Linked DNA regions of Mus musculus: region 2 is linked to region 1. The links are chromatin contacts, called in public Hi-C maps. All regions are on one chromosome and are shown on one strand. The core of a region is the stretch at or near the end of the contact, and the rest is flanking DNA. Distances in the headings are between cores, read along the strand shown. Region 1 overlaps Mmd2 (monocyte to macrophage differentiation-associated 2). Region 2 overlaps Slc29a4 (solute carrier family 29 (nucleoside transporters), member 4).

What was found. A called contact is a pair of places that touch in the nucleus more often than the background predicts.
Region 2: a contact with region 1 is called in a Hi-C map of cerebral cortex, with 2.7 times the contacts expected there. The contact joins two enhancer-like sites. A contact is called at or near these places in 1 of 39 promoter capture datasets (embryonic stem cells), 8 of 15 datasets of contacts at CTCF or cohesin (CD8 T cells, the G1E-ER4 cell line, the NIH/3T3 cell line and 3 more), 122 of 484 Hi-C or Micro-C datasets (the 63-12 cell line, 8-cell embryo, the AML12 cell line and 70 more), 14 of 115 datasets of contacts at active chromatin or transcription factors (the 3134 cell line, astrocytes, bone marrow-derived dendritic cells and 5 more) and 4 of 9 other capture datasets (adipose tissue, embryonic tail, liver and 1 more).

Annotation. Positions count from the first base shown.
Region 1 is chr5:142,577,277-142,585,202 of GRCm38.p6, reverse strand. It overlaps Mmd2 (monocyte to macrophage differentiation-associated 2), which reads left to right. Exons shown (of 7, transcript NM_175217.6): 2 at 4,941-5,022. Among named protein-coding and RNA genes, the nearest start is that of Mmd2, 28 kb to the left of the region's middle. Within about 2 kb of position 3,447, at least 12 of the 459 cell types and tissues checked have an H3K27ac peak or open chromatin away from gene starts, as enhancers often do. A contact at or near this core is called in cerebral cortex and stem cell-derived neural stem cells, where this site is marked.
Region 2 is chr5:142,720,087-142,728,012 of GRCm38.p6, reverse strand. Slc29a4 (solute carrier family 29 (nucleoside transporters), member 4) reads right to left here. Exons shown (of 11, transcript NM_146257.2): 10 at 7,816-7,926; 11 at 5,523-6,674. The coding sequence ends at 6,523. It overlaps Tnrc18 (trinucleotide repeat containing 18), which reads left to right. Exons shown (of 28, transcript NM_001122730.3): 26 at 1-172; 27 at 961-1,035; 28 at 1,826-3,411. The coding sequence ends at 2,032. Among named protein-coding and RNA genes, the nearest start is that of Slc29a4, 22 kb to the right of the region's middle. Within about 2 kb of position 4,317, at least 26 of the 459 cell types and tissues checked have an H3K27ac peak or open chromatin away from gene starts, as enhancers often do. A contact at or near this core is called in cerebral cortex and stem cell-derived neural stem cells, where this site is marked.

The sequences.
Region 1 (7,926 bases), core at 2,198-4,697:
TTTTTTTTTTGTGCAGTGTTGTGAATAGAAAACAGGGCCCCATACATAAAAAGAGGTACTCTACTGCCAAGCCAAGTGCCACGTCCCAGCCCCTCCCTGGGGGATTCTAGGCAGGGGCTATACCACTGAACCACGCCCCAAGCCCCTCACTGGGGGATTCTAGGCAGGGGCTATACCACTGAGCCACACCCCAAGCCCCTCACTGGGGGATTCTAGGCAGGGGCTCTACCACTGAGCCACGCCCCCAGCCCCTCACTGGGGGATTCTAGGCAAGGGCTCTACCACTGAGCCACGCCCCCAGCCCCTCACTGGGGGATTCTAGGCAGGGGCTCTACCACTGAGCCAGGCCCCCAGCCCCTCCCTGGGAGATTCTAGGCAGGGGCTCTATCACTGAGCCACGCCCTCAGCCCCTCCCTGGGAGATTCTAGGCAGGGGCTCTACCACTGAGGCATGCCCCAGCCCCTCACTGGGGAATTCTAGGCAGGGGCTCTACCACTGAGCCACGCCCCAGCCCCTCACGGGGGGATTCCAGGCAAGTACTATGAGCACTGAGCTGCATCCTCAGCCCTAAGGTTTCCTTTAGCATGGTCCGTTTTGCTCCTCTTTGACACATTTGTGCAGATTGTTTTCTATTCAAGCACAGTTCCCTCCCACCTAGGAATGTGCTTTGTCTTGATCTATCTATTGGTTCTCCAAAACAGGGTCTCATGTAGTTCAGGTTAGCCTCAAACTCACTGTGTAGTTCAGGCTGCCCTTAAGTACTGATCCTGACTTGTGATTACAGGCATGCGCTGTTACACCATCTGCACTGCTATTTAAGTATGATGGTGAGCCTGTGGCCAAAAAAAAATCCATTTCGGCTCCTACCTGTTACATGTTACAAAATACGGAGACAATTTTATTATATACAAACTCAAGCATAAAAGGTGACTTTACTGCCATTAAAAATGCCTGTCTGGGGCTTTTGGAAGAAAAACCGCTGGGTCACAAGGAGTTAAGAGAAAAGTCCATGGGTCTTTGGGGTGGTGGGAATGGTTTCTTGGGCCTCTGCCAAGGCATGCTCCCCCCACCTTCAACCCTCCCCTCCCCGCTCCATTCAATAGCTACAGCCTAAAGGAGAGACAAGGGGAGTTCTGTGGAGACAGAAATAAATAAATAATGGTCTGCCCTAGGTCTCCACGGCAACCGTGACATCACCCTGGACCCGCACGGCTGGCACCATGGGTGGCTTACCCGGTGTTAAAGGCACAGGGGAGGATACTGTGGTGCCTGGTGACAGGTGCAGGGCCCCACCCACCCCCGACGCCCAGAGGGTGATAAGCTTGCCCACCCGTGGCTCTCTTTACCAGCTGTCCACCCACTTGTAGACCAGCTGTTGACAGCATCAATGGCCACTGCCTCTTGGGGGCTTTGACAGAGTGAATCGACACTCCTGCTGTGAGCTGGACCAGCGTCCTCTGCCTGCAGGAGCGGAGTAGCCAATGCCCCCGTGCTTGAGCACACATAGCTATTCTCTCACAGTGGTTGGAGGGCTGAGGTCCAGGATGGAAGGATGGGAAGGGCTTTGTAGCTCTGACGTCTCCTCCTCCAGGTTCTGGGACCTTTGCTGGCTTGTAGACAAGTTGCTGCCATCACTGTTTCTGTGGCTTGAGGTCATCTTTGCCCTGTAATGGTCTTAAATGACATCCTGTTCTATGTTGTCCTCTGCCCTCTTTAAAATTTTTGTTGTGGTACTGGAGCTTGAACATAGAGTCTTGCATATGCCAAGCCACGCCCCCAGCCCCTCACTGGGGGATTCTAGGCAGGGGCTCTACCACTGAGCCCCAGCCCCTCCCTGGGGGATTCTAGACAGGAACTCCACCACTGAGCCACTCCCCAGCCCCTCACTGGGGGGATTCTAGGCAGGTGCTCTACCACTGAGCCACACCCCAGCTCCTCATTGGGGCATTCTAGGCAGGGGCTCTCCCACTGAGACACGCCCCCAGCCACTCATTGGGGGATTCTAGGCAGGTGCTCTACCACTGAGCCACACCCCAGCTCCTCATTGGGGGATTCTAGACACTGAGCCACATCTCCCAACTTCTTTTTGATTTGAGTCAGGACCCCACTAACTATCCCAGACTTAGTCTCAGCCTCACCATCTGTCTCCAGCATCTCTCAAACTTGTGACTCTCCTGTCTCGGCCTCCCAAGTCGCTTGGATAATAGACCTGCGCCATTAGGACTGGATGCCTGGATTATTTTTCTTTTAAGTGTATGGGTGTTTTGTCTGTATGTCCATGTCTCAGATCCCCTGAAATGTAACTTACAATTTGAACTCTGATTGTTTGGAAGAACAGCCAGTGCTCCTAACTACCGAGTTAATTCTCCAGAGCCTGCATGTCTGCTTTATAGTCTGTCCCTGCAAAGGCACATAGATGGTGGGATGGAAAACCCTGGGAGTTGGTTGCTATGCTCCTGAAATCCTGAGACTTTCAGGCTGGAGTGTTCATTTTCTCATCTGTCTGATGAGCACAGCGTTACCTTGTGCATGTGACATTGGGATATGTGAGTAGGACTATGCTTACTGCTGGACAGATGTGCTTCCATGACAAGGGCTGGATACCGGGGAAGCGCAGTGGTCAGCGCAGGCAGGACAGAGGAGCCAACCAGGTCTCCAGAGTCATCTAGGCCGTCATCTGATTCAGACACAGGAACACCAGGACAGGACAAACCCCGGAGCCAGCACTGGTCTGCTTCCTCCAGCCTTTGTTCCTGCCTTGCCACACCAGCACTTCAGAAGATACCATGCAGAAAGCATCCAGTAAATACTCCATGAGGTGTAGGAGCAGAGAGCAAGCTCACTGAAAAAGCTCCGGCGTACTTACCAACATGAACCCGCTATACAGAAGTGCTCAGTGAGTGTTCCCTGAACTGTCCCTGCCACGGAGAGAGCAAGAGGAGGTGCTCCACAGGTGCTCCATCTGCTGTATCAGCAGAGACCTGGCATACAGAAGGTACTAAATGGATGCCCTGGAGTCCTAGTATTGATCCAGCATACCAGTAAGACCTTAAAGGATTATGATGCACAAAGACCTTTGCACTGTACATTTTGGGGGAATGCACAGTAATAATTGTGTTTGTGAGTGTGTACATGAACCTGCATGTGAACACCAGAGCGGGTTCCTGGGCGTTTCCATCATCCTCTAGTTTGTTACCTCGAGATGGCCTGTGTCTAACAGGCCTGGTTAGATTGGCCACTGAGACGTTGGGATCTGTCTGTCTGTCCCCCACCCCCACCCCCCAGGGCTGGCATTACGGAGGTGTACAACCATAACCAACTTTCCACACGGGTGCTTGGGATTCAGTCTCAGGTCCTAGTACTTTTCCCCACTGAACAGTTCCTCTGCCTACATAACTGGGGTCTTAAGGGAGGATCTCAAAGTCTTTGGGCAGCTGACTCCCTCTGGTGGTGGATGCTGGGCAAAGCACCTCAGAGAACACTGCCCAGCTGCCCGGCTCTGTCTGAGGCAGTGTAGACCTGGGAAACCTCTTCCTGGCCCCGCTGGCTCTCAAGTGTCATCCGGGCTAAATGAAGTGCCCTTCACACTCCTATCATGGTAGAGCCAGCTTCAGAAGTCACCAGTTCTGTGCCACCTGGTGATGTCATTTCTCTGCTCCAAACTGTGCTGTGTGACAATAGAGGGGAGGATTGAAGGCATTTTGAAGGAAGGGCTCAGACACCAACATACCAGGAACGCTTATTATTTTCAAATATTTATTTATTTATGAGACAAGGTCTCGATATGTAGCTCTGGCTGGCCTGAAACTCTCTACATAGTCCAGGCTGGCCATGAACACACAGAGATCTGCTTGCCTTTGCCTCCCAAGAGATGCTCACCACAACTATTTATTAATGTGTATGTTGTGCGTATATAGGTGTCCATGGAGGCTAGGAGTGCATCAGATATCCTGGAACTGGAGTGCTAGGTGGTTGGGAGCTAGATGATGTGGGTACTGGGAACTGAACGTGGATGTTTTGCAAGAGCGGTAAGGACTCTCAACCACTGAGCTATTTCTAGCTCCAGGAATTCTTATTTTTAAGAACGCTTTTCATCCCAGCACTTGGAATGCAGAGGCAGGAGGATCTTTGTGAGATTTGAGGGCAGCCCGATCTACAGAGCCTGATCTAGGATAGCCAGGGCTACACAGTCTTGAAACGAGAGAGAGAGAGAGAGAGAGAGAGAGAGAGAGAGAGAGAGAGAAAGAGAGAGAGAGAGAGCGCATTGGTCTAAGAATGAAGCACCCCTACTTCTATCCCTGAATGACGCAGGTATTATGCAAGGGCACCAATTACACCAGTGTATGAAGTCCTGAGGACGGAACTCGGAGCTTTGCACCTGCTAGGAAAGTACTCAGGTTATAGTCCAAGTCCCAATAAAGGTTTTTTTATTTCCTAAATTAATATCATGTTGAGGATTAGACATGAAGCACTTAGCAGTAAAAACGTTTAACTTAAGACCAAGGAGTTGGTTCACTAGGTTGAGTGCGTGCTGTGCACACATGGGAACCTGAGTTCACATTCCAGAACCGATGTAAAAGGCTGGTGCCTGTACCACCAAAACTTGCAGCGAGGAACTGCCGGAGGCAGAGACAGGTAGATTTCTAAGGCCCACTGGCTAGCCAGCCAGCCTGGTTAGCAAGCTTTGGGTTCAGTGAGAGACCCTGTCTGAAAATAAGGGAGGAGTGTGATTGAGACAGGCATGCAATGTCACCTACTGGCCTATGTGTGTACACACAGAGGCAAGCACCAATGCATGCACCATGCAAGCACACACATGCAATTAAAAATAATACTTGGAAAGGGGGCAGGAAGGAAGGAGAGGAGCGAATCTGCATGGGTGAGAAGCTGGACTCTGGCTCTCTCGGCCAGGCTTTCTAAAACCCTGCCTCTCATTGCAGGTTTATGAATGACCGAGTCCCGGCGCACAAGAGGTACCAGCCCACTGAGTATGAACACGCAGCAAACTGTGCCACCCATGCTGTGAGTTAACTTGTGGGGTGCTGACATGGGGACCCTTCAGGGTGGGGGCAAGGAAGGCACTCTTCCTCAATCCGTTGTGTATATGTTGTCTCTGTGTGTGTATAAGCAGGTGCCCATGGCAGTCAGAAGAGGAGGTCAGGTGCCCTGGAGCTGGAGTTACAGGCAGTTGTAAGCCGCTCAATGTGGGTGCTGGGATGGAACCCAGGTTTTCTAAAAGAGCACTGAAGGCTGGATGTGATGGTTATGGTTGTGATGGTCTCCTCCTCCTCCTCCTCCTCCTCCTCCTCCTCCTCCTCCTCCTCCTCCTCCTCCTCCTCCTCCAAGACAGGGTTTCACTGTGTAGCCCAGGTTGGCCTTGAACTCAGAGATCCACCTGCTTCTGCCACTGGAGTGTGGTGGTGATTAAAGGAGGGGGCCACCACCGCCTGGCCTATGGTGCACATCTTTAGTTTCAGCACTTGGGAGGCAGAGGTAGGAGAATCTTTGTGTGTCTGTTGCCATTCTGGCTTAGAGAGTGAGCTCCAGGACAGCCAGAGCCACATAAAAAGATCCTGTCTCAAGGAAGGAGGAGGAAGAGGAGGAGGAGGAGGAGGAGGAGGAGGAGGAGGAGGAGGAGAAGGAGGAAGGAAGGAAGGAAGGAAGGAAGGAAGGAAGGAAGGAAGGAAGGAAGGAAGAGAAAACAGTCGTCTCTTTGGCTCTTTATTTATATTTTTGTGTGTGGGCGCCTGTATGGAGTTGGAGGCAGCTCTCAGGGGTCAGTTCTCCATGTGCACTGTGGGGCTCAGGGCTCAAACTCAGGGGTCAGACTTCCATAAAAACTTCGGCCCACTCCACCTTATTTTGTAGGATTCTCTGTCACACTCACCTGCTGACCCCAGGGATCTGCCTGTATCTGCGTCCCAATGCTGGGCTTCCAAAAACACACCAAGTGGCTCGTCTTTTGACACGGGTGCTGGGAATGTGAATTCAGGTCCTCATGCTTTACTGATGGAGCTGTCTTTCCGGTCCTTCCTGTCCCCTCCGGTGTGACCTGCTCTCAGGGCCCCATAGGATGACAAGGATCTAAGGAAAGCACTACGGACTATGGAACTGAGTACGCCTCTCACTCAACAAACCCCCAGTGGCTTCCTAGTACCCAGCAGAACATGTACCCGCTCTGGCTTGTCTCTGGCAGGCCCCAGCTCTCCGCTCACACAGCCACACTGCCACACTCTTGTCCAGAGCCCCTGACTTCCTCTGCTGCTTGCCATTCCCATGACTTCATGCCTTTGCATGTGGTGTCCCCATGGAAACTTCATGCCTTTACACATGCCGTCCCCCTCCCGGGAACACTTGCCACCCCGATCCACCCTGCCTATCCAACCCCTTTCACTATGCAGCCAAGGATGAGCTTGAGTTTAGTCCACACCTCCTGAGTGCTGGGATTGCAGGTGTATACTACTCTGCCTGCTTTATGTGCTGCTGGGGATGTCATTTGGGAATGACACACAAGCCCTCTGTCAACACAACTATGGGACTGTACATTCCATAAACCTTGAAAGAAGACTGGAGACATAGTTCAGTTGGTAGAGCCTTGAACAACAGTGAGAGGGAGGCCTTGGGCACCATTCCCAGCACTGCAAACCAGAAAATAAACCTAGAAGGACTTTTGGACTTTTCATCCTAAAGCAATGATAAATGTTTAAGACGATAGCTGTCTTTGACCTGAGTTTGGTTCTCAGCATCCATAGCTGACAGCTCACAACAACCTGTAGCGCCATCTTCAGGGGACTCTACTGCCCTCTTCTGGCGTCCATTGGTACCTGCACTCACATGCACCACCTCTTAACATAGTTAAAAAATAAGTACTTGCCGGGCGGTGGTGGCGCACGCTTTAATCCTAGCACTTGGGAGGCAGAGACAGGCGGATTTCTGAGTTCGAGGCCAGCCTGGTCTACAAAGTGAGTTCCAGGACAGCCAAGACTACAGAGAAACCCTGTCTCGAAAAACCAAAAAAAAAAAAAGTACTTAATTGATGATGATGTGTTGGTTGTGAAGAAGAAGAAGAAAGGAAGAAGGAGGAGGAGAAGGAGAAGGAGGAGGAGGAAGAGGAAGAGGAGGAGGAGGAGGTAGAAGAGGAGGAAGAGAAAATCTGCATAGAGCCAGGTGTGTTGACACAGGCCTGTGACTCTAGCCTTTGGGAGGCTGAGACAGGAGATAGTTAGAGTTTGAGACTCGTCTGCTGAGAGAGCCATTTTCAAACAGAAATTTCATGGTACCACATTAGCATGTACAACTTAAAAAAATCTTGTGTGTGTGTGTTTGTATGCAAGAGTGTGAGCACCTGTGTGTTGAGAGCGGGGACAGTTGCAGGTGTCATTTCTTACCGTCCACCTTGCTGGTCTGTTTCACTGGTGTAACCCAGGCTGGCTGGTCCATGAGAATTTGTGTATTCTTTCTTCTCAATGTGGAAATGTTGGGATAATGTAGAAGCCGCAGGATTATAGACATGTGCTGCCATGTCACCTAAACCACAGGAATAAGGGTCCTAAATAGAGGTGTTGAGGAGACAGAACAGGAATGGGGAAATAAAGAAGACTGAACACTGATATCAGGAGATCTGCAAGCACTCGTGACTCATACCATAAGCATAGCATCCTTTTTTTTTTCTTCTCTCTCTCTTTTTTTTTTTTTTTTTTTTTTGAGACAGATTTTCTCTGTTGAGCCCTGGCTGTCCTGGAATTCACTTTGTAGACCAGGCTGGCCTCGAACTCAGAAATCCACCTGCCTCTCTGCCTCCCGAGTGCTAGGATTAAAGGCATGCATCACCACGCCCGGCCTTCTTTTTTGGGTTTTTGTTGTTGCTTTTGTTGTTGTTTCTTTCCAGAGACAATGTTTCTCTGTGCAGTCCTGGCTGCCCTGGAA
Region 2 (7,926 bases), core at 3,068-5,567, 140 kb before region 1:
GATCCGAATCGGTGACTGCGCAGTCTTCCTGTCAGCCGGCCGCCCCAACCTGCCCTATATTGGCCGGATCCAGAGCATGTGGGAGTCCTGGGGCAACAATATGGTGGTTCGTGTCAAGTGGTTCTACCATCCGGAGGAGACCAGCCCGGGCAAGCAGTTCCATGAGGGCCAGGTGAGTGTCCCTGATGGGAACTGAAAGAGTCCCTGGTGTGTAAAGGTAGACCCATGGTGTTTCATTTCTGTTGATGCTAAAATACCCTGCCGGAAAGCAGGAGTAAGGATTTTCTTTTAGCTGACAGTTCTTTGTTATAGACCAGACAGACAGACAGATAGATCAGCTCTGTGGGGAGTCACAGTGGCAGGAGCATGAGGCAGCATGACTGTTGACAGTCAGGAGCAGAGAGAACGAACGCATTCATGCTTAGTGCTCAGCTTGCTTCCTCTACTCCTGTAGTCCAAGGTTCCCTGTGCAGGGAATAGAACCGCCCACAGTGGACTAGGTCTTAATTAACAAAATCAATATAATCCCCATCAGATGTACCCACAACCCAGTCCGACTTAGTGCCTGATTGAGACTCTTCCCAGATAAGTCTAGGTAGAATCAAATTGGCAATTAAAAACCATTACACCGGGCTGGAGAGATGGCTCAGCGGTTAAGAGCACTGACTGCTCTCCCGAAGGTCCTGAGTTCAATTCCCAGCAACCACATGGTGGCTCACAACCATCTGTAATGGGATCTGATACCCTCTTCTGGGGTGTCTGAAAACAGCTACAGTGTACTTTCATATAACAAATAAATAAATCTTAAAAAAAAAAAAACATTACTCCATTTGTGGCTGGGCATGCTGTGGCCCTACCCGTGGAAAGGCTGAGTAGTCCAGGGAGTTTGTGCAGTGGGCCTGGAATCTCAGATGGGAGGAAAACAAGGCTAAGACTTCCTCTTATCCCTCCCTCCCCCAGCACTGGGACCAGAAGTCAGGGCATAGCCTCCCTGCAGCCCTGCGGGCCTCCAGCCAGAGGAAGGACTTCATGGAGGTAAGACGCAGCAGTGGGCTCTTGGTGCTGGCTGAGGGCAAGCTCCGTCCAGATGGGGTGGGCCTCGAGCTTTCTGCTCTGCCCCTCCTAGCCTCCCTTCCTCTCTCCCTCCCTCCCTGCCTCCCCCATCCCTCTCTCTCATCTGTGGCTCTGGGCTGCTGGAGTCCCTGTCTCTGTCCCATCTGCTCACTGAATCTGCCTTTGTCCTGGCGTCTCCTCGTCTCCTAGTGCCCCTTTCCTTTCTGTGTCTTGCTCTGGCATTTGCAGGCATATCTGTTTGTCTCTTCTTCTGTTGTTTCTTTTACTTTTCTTTCCTGTATACACACACACACACACACACACTTTGGTACCTGGGTGGCAAGTGTGCATGCAGGTGTGGGTAGAGGTTCACTGTCACTATTGGGAGACTTCCTGACACCAAACCCAAAGCTCACTGATACAGCTGGTCTTACTAGCCAGCTTGCTCCAAAGGTCCTGTCTCTGTGGTCCAAGGCTGAGATTTCAGGCGGACTACCACACCCATCTACTGCTTACAAGGCTTCTGGGACTCTGAACACAATGGGGATGGCATTACATCATCCTGTGTTCCCTTGCTACCTGTTTCCCTCCATCTCTTCATCTCTCTTGGTCTCTGTCATTGTCTCTCCATCTGTTGCTTGTCCCTCTTTGTTCCCATCTGTCTCTCTATCCATCTGTCTCTGTCTCCAGGTCTCTGCCCTTAAGGCATCCCAGGGTCTCCCTGATCCAGGAGGGTTCCCTCCAGTCCCTAACACCCACTGTGTCCCCACAGCGCGCCCTGTACCAGTCCTCCCACGTGGATGAGAACGATGTGCAGACAGTGTCCCACAAGTGCCTGGTGGTGGGCCTGGAGCAGTACGAACAGATGCTGAAGACCAAGAAATACCAGGACAGCGAGGGCCTCTACTACCTCGCGGGCACCTATGAGCCCACCACAGGCATGATCTTCTCCACGGACGGCGTGCCTGTGCTCTGTTGAGCGCCGCCCACCCAGCGGGGCCCACAGAGACCCCCCCTCCCCACCACTGCCATGGCGCGGGACCACGTGTGTTGTGTGCATGCCAGTGTGCTTGTGGGCGTGTGCATGTGGCCAGGTGGACGCCCCAGGCAAGTGTGAGTGTGTACATGTGTGTGCCCGTATGCATGCACGTGTGTGCACACATGTGCACACATTTCCAGACCCTTTCTGGTCATCCCCTGGTGCCCTCATGCTGAGATTCCCCCCCCCCCCCACCTCAGCTATCAGGGTCCGGCTCTGCTGTCCCCTCAGGGTCACCTCAGCGAGGAGGACTTCCCTCCGGCACTTTGTCTGCGCTCAATGAGGCTGCCCTCTGTGCTCTGGGCCTGTGTAGACTCTTTGATTCTGTGGATGGGGTAAGGGAGAGTTCCAAGGACCCAAACTGGTGTTTGGTGTAGAGTTCAGCCACACCCAGCACGGAGCCCATCCAAGACCTCCTACCATGGGGCGGGGGGGGGTGGGGGGGGTGCCCAACGCCAGCCAGCTTCACCAATCACCCGGGGCATCCGGGTGTCCGTATGCCCGGCCTCCACCCTCTCAGGACAGCCTGGAATTGGGGAACAGGGAGGGCAGCCCAGGAGCGTCACCATACCCCGTGGGCCCCCCCAGCCCAGACCCTTACACTACAGAAATCCCCAATGGTGCTGAAATCCGCGCCCACGCCCGGCACGGCCCGCCCGGCACGGCCCGCCCGGCACGGCCCGCCCGGCCCCTCCACCAGGAGGATCCGAAAGGTTACCTGTACAGTTTCCTGTAGCCTGCCCCTGTATCATACACCTTTAAATGGAGTCAACTTTTTAATTATATATATAAAGATAAATATATATAAATATATATATAAACTTTTTAAAACTGTGAAAAATAGCTATGAAATTATAAAAAAAAACACATTCTGACGTGCAGAATATTATTTTTTATTTCCTGTTAGATCGTGAATGTCTAGCACCGGCTTTATGCCTCTCCCCCACTCCCCTGTACCCGCACCCCTGCCCATGTGTACTGTATGTGCCCCCAAATGGATGAGAGATGGAAATAGAAAGAGGGGGCCCGAGCCCAGCCCCCAGCTCAGCCCGAAGCACTTAACCAGTCCCCCTGTGCCTGCCAGACCCCAGTGGGGTCCCCGGAGGCTTTGAGCAGACAATCTTGAAGGAAGGAAAAGCCAGATTTCGGTTTTGTTTTTTCTTTTCTTTTTGGGGTGGGGGTAATTACTGTTTCCTGATTTTTTTTTTTAAGTTTCTTTTGGAATTTTGTTTGTTGGCAAATTCTGTGTGATCTTTTTTCATAAAAAAAAAAAAAGGAAAGAAAAAGAGAAAAGAAAAAATTTAATTGGAAAAATACTATGTCTTTGGAGTGACTTATTTTGGGGTCCTGGAGTGAATGGTAGAATCGGTGTAGAGGATCCAGGCGGGGCTCCTGTTCTGGAGCACCCAAAGATGGAGAGAGGCTGGAACCACACAACACTGGTTGTCAGTGACAGGAGCCCCACGTGCCGGGGAGGGGGCGGCAAACTAGAGGGTACGGCCTGGAGCTGTTCTACTGGGCACAGAGATGAGTTTGGTCCAGCATTTCAGGAAGTTCTCGAAGCCAGAGTGATCTGTCTTGTTTAAAATTCAAGAGCAAGGGCCAGGAGAGATGATGGCTCAGGAGTTAGGAGTGCCTGCTGCCCTTGCAGAAGAACTGGGTTCAGTACCCAGCACCCACATGGCAGCTCACAACCATAAGTAACTCTAGTTCTAAGGATGTGACGCCCTCTTCTGACCAGGTTTCATGTGGTGCATATACATGCAGGCAAAACACATAACTCTAAAACCTTCTCAGAGCTACAGGTTTTTAGGAAGATGCCTGCCTGAGTCCCATAACCATAAAACAAGCAAGCAGGCATGGCTGTGCCCTGGCCCCCCGAGCCCCCCCTCCCCCGGGAGCCCAGTGCTGAGTATGCCAGTCCAGCCAAACAGCAAGCCCCTGGTCAGTGAAAACATGTCACAGAGTGGGTGGTGCATGAGGGTTGACACCTCAGGATGCCTGCTAGCCTCCACATCCAGGTAAACATAGGGGTCCAACCCACATGTGGAAGGGTCAGGGTCACACACCCGTGTCTGGGTGGGGAATAGTTCTGGGGCCTGTGGAAGCTAGATTGGAGGACTGGCCAGCCAGAAGTGTAAATCTGCACGGATAGACAGGGTGGGGGTGGCAACTAGTGGTAACGTGGGAAGGCGGGGCTAGAGGTTGCAAGGAAGTAGGTGGTGAGTGGGAAGAGTCACATTGTTGCCATCTAGCGTCCACCTGTGGTATTACCACAGCCTTGGTCTGGGACCCTCAAGGGTTGCAAAGCAAGTCTCTGAGGCTACAGGACTTTCAAGTCCCCATTTTCCAATTCCATTCTTTGGGGATGCATAACAGGGAAAGGATGCCTCTGGACCTGGGGAGGTGGCTCAGTGAGTTACAGCATTGGCTATACAAGCAGGAGGACTGAGTTTGAATCCACAGAACTCTTCTAGAAATTAGTATGGCTAGCGGGGCTGGTAACAGGTGGATTCCAGGGGCTCACTGGCCAGCCAGTCTAACCTAAATGTTGGGGGACAGGTTAGGTGAGACAAGATGGTGTAGTGATAATGGACATTGGTTGTCTTCTTGCTTCTGTGCACACAAGCGCACACCGCACACACATGCACACACACAGCAACACCACACAGGGAGAGAGAGAATATGTCTCTAAATTGTCACCAGACACGCATGCGCATGTGCACACACACAGACAGAGAGAGAGAGAGAGAGAGAGAGAGAGAGGAGAAGAGAGAGGGGAGGGGAGGGGAGAGGAGAGAAAGAGAAGAGGAGGGGAGGGGAGGGGAGGAGAGAGGAGAGGGGAAGGGAGGGGAGGGGAGGAGAGGGGAGAGAGAGGAGAGGAGAAAAGAGAAGAGAAGAGAAAAGAGGGAAGGGGAGGGGAGAGAAAGAGAGGAGGGGAGGGGAGGGGAGAGGAGAGAAGAGAAGAGAAGAGAAGAGAAGAGAAGAGAAGAGAAGAGAAGAGAAGAGAAGAGAAGAGAAGAGAAGAGAGAAGAGAAGATGTCTCTAAATTGTCACCAGAACTGGGGACTGTAACCGGGAAGAATTCATTACTGGCTTTGAGCAGCCTGACTCCCAGACCCAGAGGGGGTAGAGCCAGGACCAGCACACTCCCCGTTTTGAGCTCTTCCTCCTGTGAGCCAGATGTAGAAATCCATATCTTTTCCTGTCCTCACAGAGGCAGCGGTTGCTAAGGCCCGTGCAAGCCCCAGGTGCTCAGCACTAGGCAATCATCAGTTCTAAAAACACCTAGCTCAGGACAGGTGGGACCACAAGTGTCTCAGCATTGTGGGGAAGACACCCCATCAGGGCCCCATTTTAATCTCCCCACCCTACCCAGTGGCTCACTTCCCAGCCCTCCCCCCACAAACACTTCCTCAGGACAGCGGTGGGCAGTCTCTGCCATATTTAATGGCCAGTGCGGTAGTCAGAGAACACACAGGTAGACAGGACACAGCAGGGACTGGTACAGGGTGGTCACGGCTGGGGCCACTGTGTGGAGAGGCAAGTGTCCCGGCTCAGCAAAAGCTCTCTTTGGCAGGAGGTCCTCCAGCCGATCCTGGCACCCACGAGTCCAATCCTCACCTTGCAGCCACTTGCCAGGGTTTCAAGTGTGTCGTGTCATCACTTGACTCTCGGTGGATGGGAGTGGGGCGGCCTAGGTCACGAGTGGACCTCAGCTGTCCCTGCATGATGGGTAAGTTGGATGGAACAGGAAAGAAATGGGACGTCCCTGTTAGCCGTGGCCCTTAGCCTGTGCTCTAAGAGGGGTGGTGGTGTGCATGGGGAAGTCCTCCACCTAAGGTGGGTGCACCTAGGTCATCTCTGTTGCTATGACTACAGGAGGCCTGTGTATGAGGAATGAGTTTTCCAGACTTGACGCTTTATGTGTGCGGGTGCAGGGGTAGGGCTGTGAAGAAGTGTCTAAGAACAAGAAAGGGACAGAACGGAGTTGGGGACTTTCCTCCAAGATTTCTAATACAGGGAGGTGCCCCCTGACCAGTAAATGAAAACCACATCGAAGACCATGGAACCACACAGTGGGGTCACACTGAAGGGAGTCAGCTCAGACTGTGGCCAGCCATTCCGAGTGGCTCTAAGACTGAATAAACGCCCCCTTGATGTGTGACAGATGCTGGGCCTCTGGACACAGAGGGTGAAGGGCAGGTGTCTGACCAAACACAGGACACGGGGAGGCGGTGCCCTGGGCGGTGAAGACAAGTTCCAGCTGTTTTGGACAACTGGGACAAGGTGGCAAGGTGGCGTTAGTGGCTTAGGAGGTGGCCAGGACCCCGCAGGCACTGAGGCAGGGGTGGGAGGGTCCTCAGGCCTTGGGGTAACTGGCCCAGGCAGCTCTTCCTGGGCAGGGGGCAGGATTGGGTGGGCCCGGCTCAGGGACCGACAGGGATGGAGTCGTTGGCGGCGGCGGCGGTGGCTGTTTGAAAGCAGCTGCCGTGGGCATCTCGGGTGAGGCTGTAGGTGCAGTAGGCCACAGCAGAGCCCAGGGTCAGCCCCGACATGTAGGACACAGTCATGGTGTTTCCTGTGGACGAGAGTGGGCTAAGTTAGAGGGGCTGAGGCTGCGCTGTGCTAGACAATCTCTGTGGCCATGGCTTCTCACATGTGCACTGTGGTGACAGTTGCCAGGGCTCCAGAGACTGTGAGACTGCGCTCTACCACTGAGCCACACCCCAGCCCCTCACTGGGGGATTCTAGACAGGGGCTCTACCACTGAGCCACACCCCAGCCCCTCACTGGGGGATTCTAGACAGGGGCTCTACCACTGAGCCACACCCCAGCCCCTCACTGGGGGATTCTAGGCAGGGGCTCTACCACTGAGCCACACCCCAGCCCCTCACTGGGGGATTCTAGACAGGGGCTCTACCACTGAGCCACACCCCAGCCCCTCACTGGGGGATTCTAGACAGGGGCTCTACCAGTGAGCCACACCCCAGCCCTTCACTGGGGGATTCTAGGCAGGGGCTCTACCACTGAGCCACACCCCAGCCCCTCACTGGGGGATTCTAGACAGGGGCTCTACCACTGAGCCACACCCCAGCCCCTCACTGGGGAATTCTAGGCAGGGGCTCTACCACTGAGCCACACTCCAGCCCCTCACTGGGAGATTCTAGGCAGGGGCTCTACCACTGAGCCAAGCCTCCAGCCCCTCACTGGGGAATTCTAGGCAGGGGCTCTACCACTGAGCCACGCCCCAGCCCCTCACTGTGGGATTCTAGGCAGGGGCTCTACCACTGAGCCACACCCCCAGCCCCTCACTGGGGGATTCTAGGCAGGAGCCCTACCACTGGGCCAAGTCTCAGGACTTTTGCACACATGGCTCCCTCTGCTTAGGTGCCATTCCTTGCAGCTTCCTGTATCTGTCTCCCTCATTTCTTCCTCCAGGATTTTGCTCAAAAGCCATCTTCTCAGAAAAATTTTGCAAGATTGTTTTCTTTACATCATGGCTCCCCAGTCCTTTCATCTGCCCTAACTTCTCAGACTAATAGCCCCTAGGACTTACAACCATGAAACATAACACATCTGTCTGTTACCTCGGTTTATTGGCCATCTCTATCTCAGAACTGTAACCCCGCAAATGTGGGCAGCATCATGTCCCGCTGCTTAGGAGAGCGCTAGGTGTACAGGCTCAAGCCCTTACTGTACGTGGGTCCCACGGGTCTTACCTGCCAGTTCCCGCTGCTTGGGGCTCACTTTTCCAGCTGCCAGGATCATGGGCACACTGCCAAAGTAGCCATTGCTGATGCCCATTAGCAGCGAGAAGACACAGGGCCAGG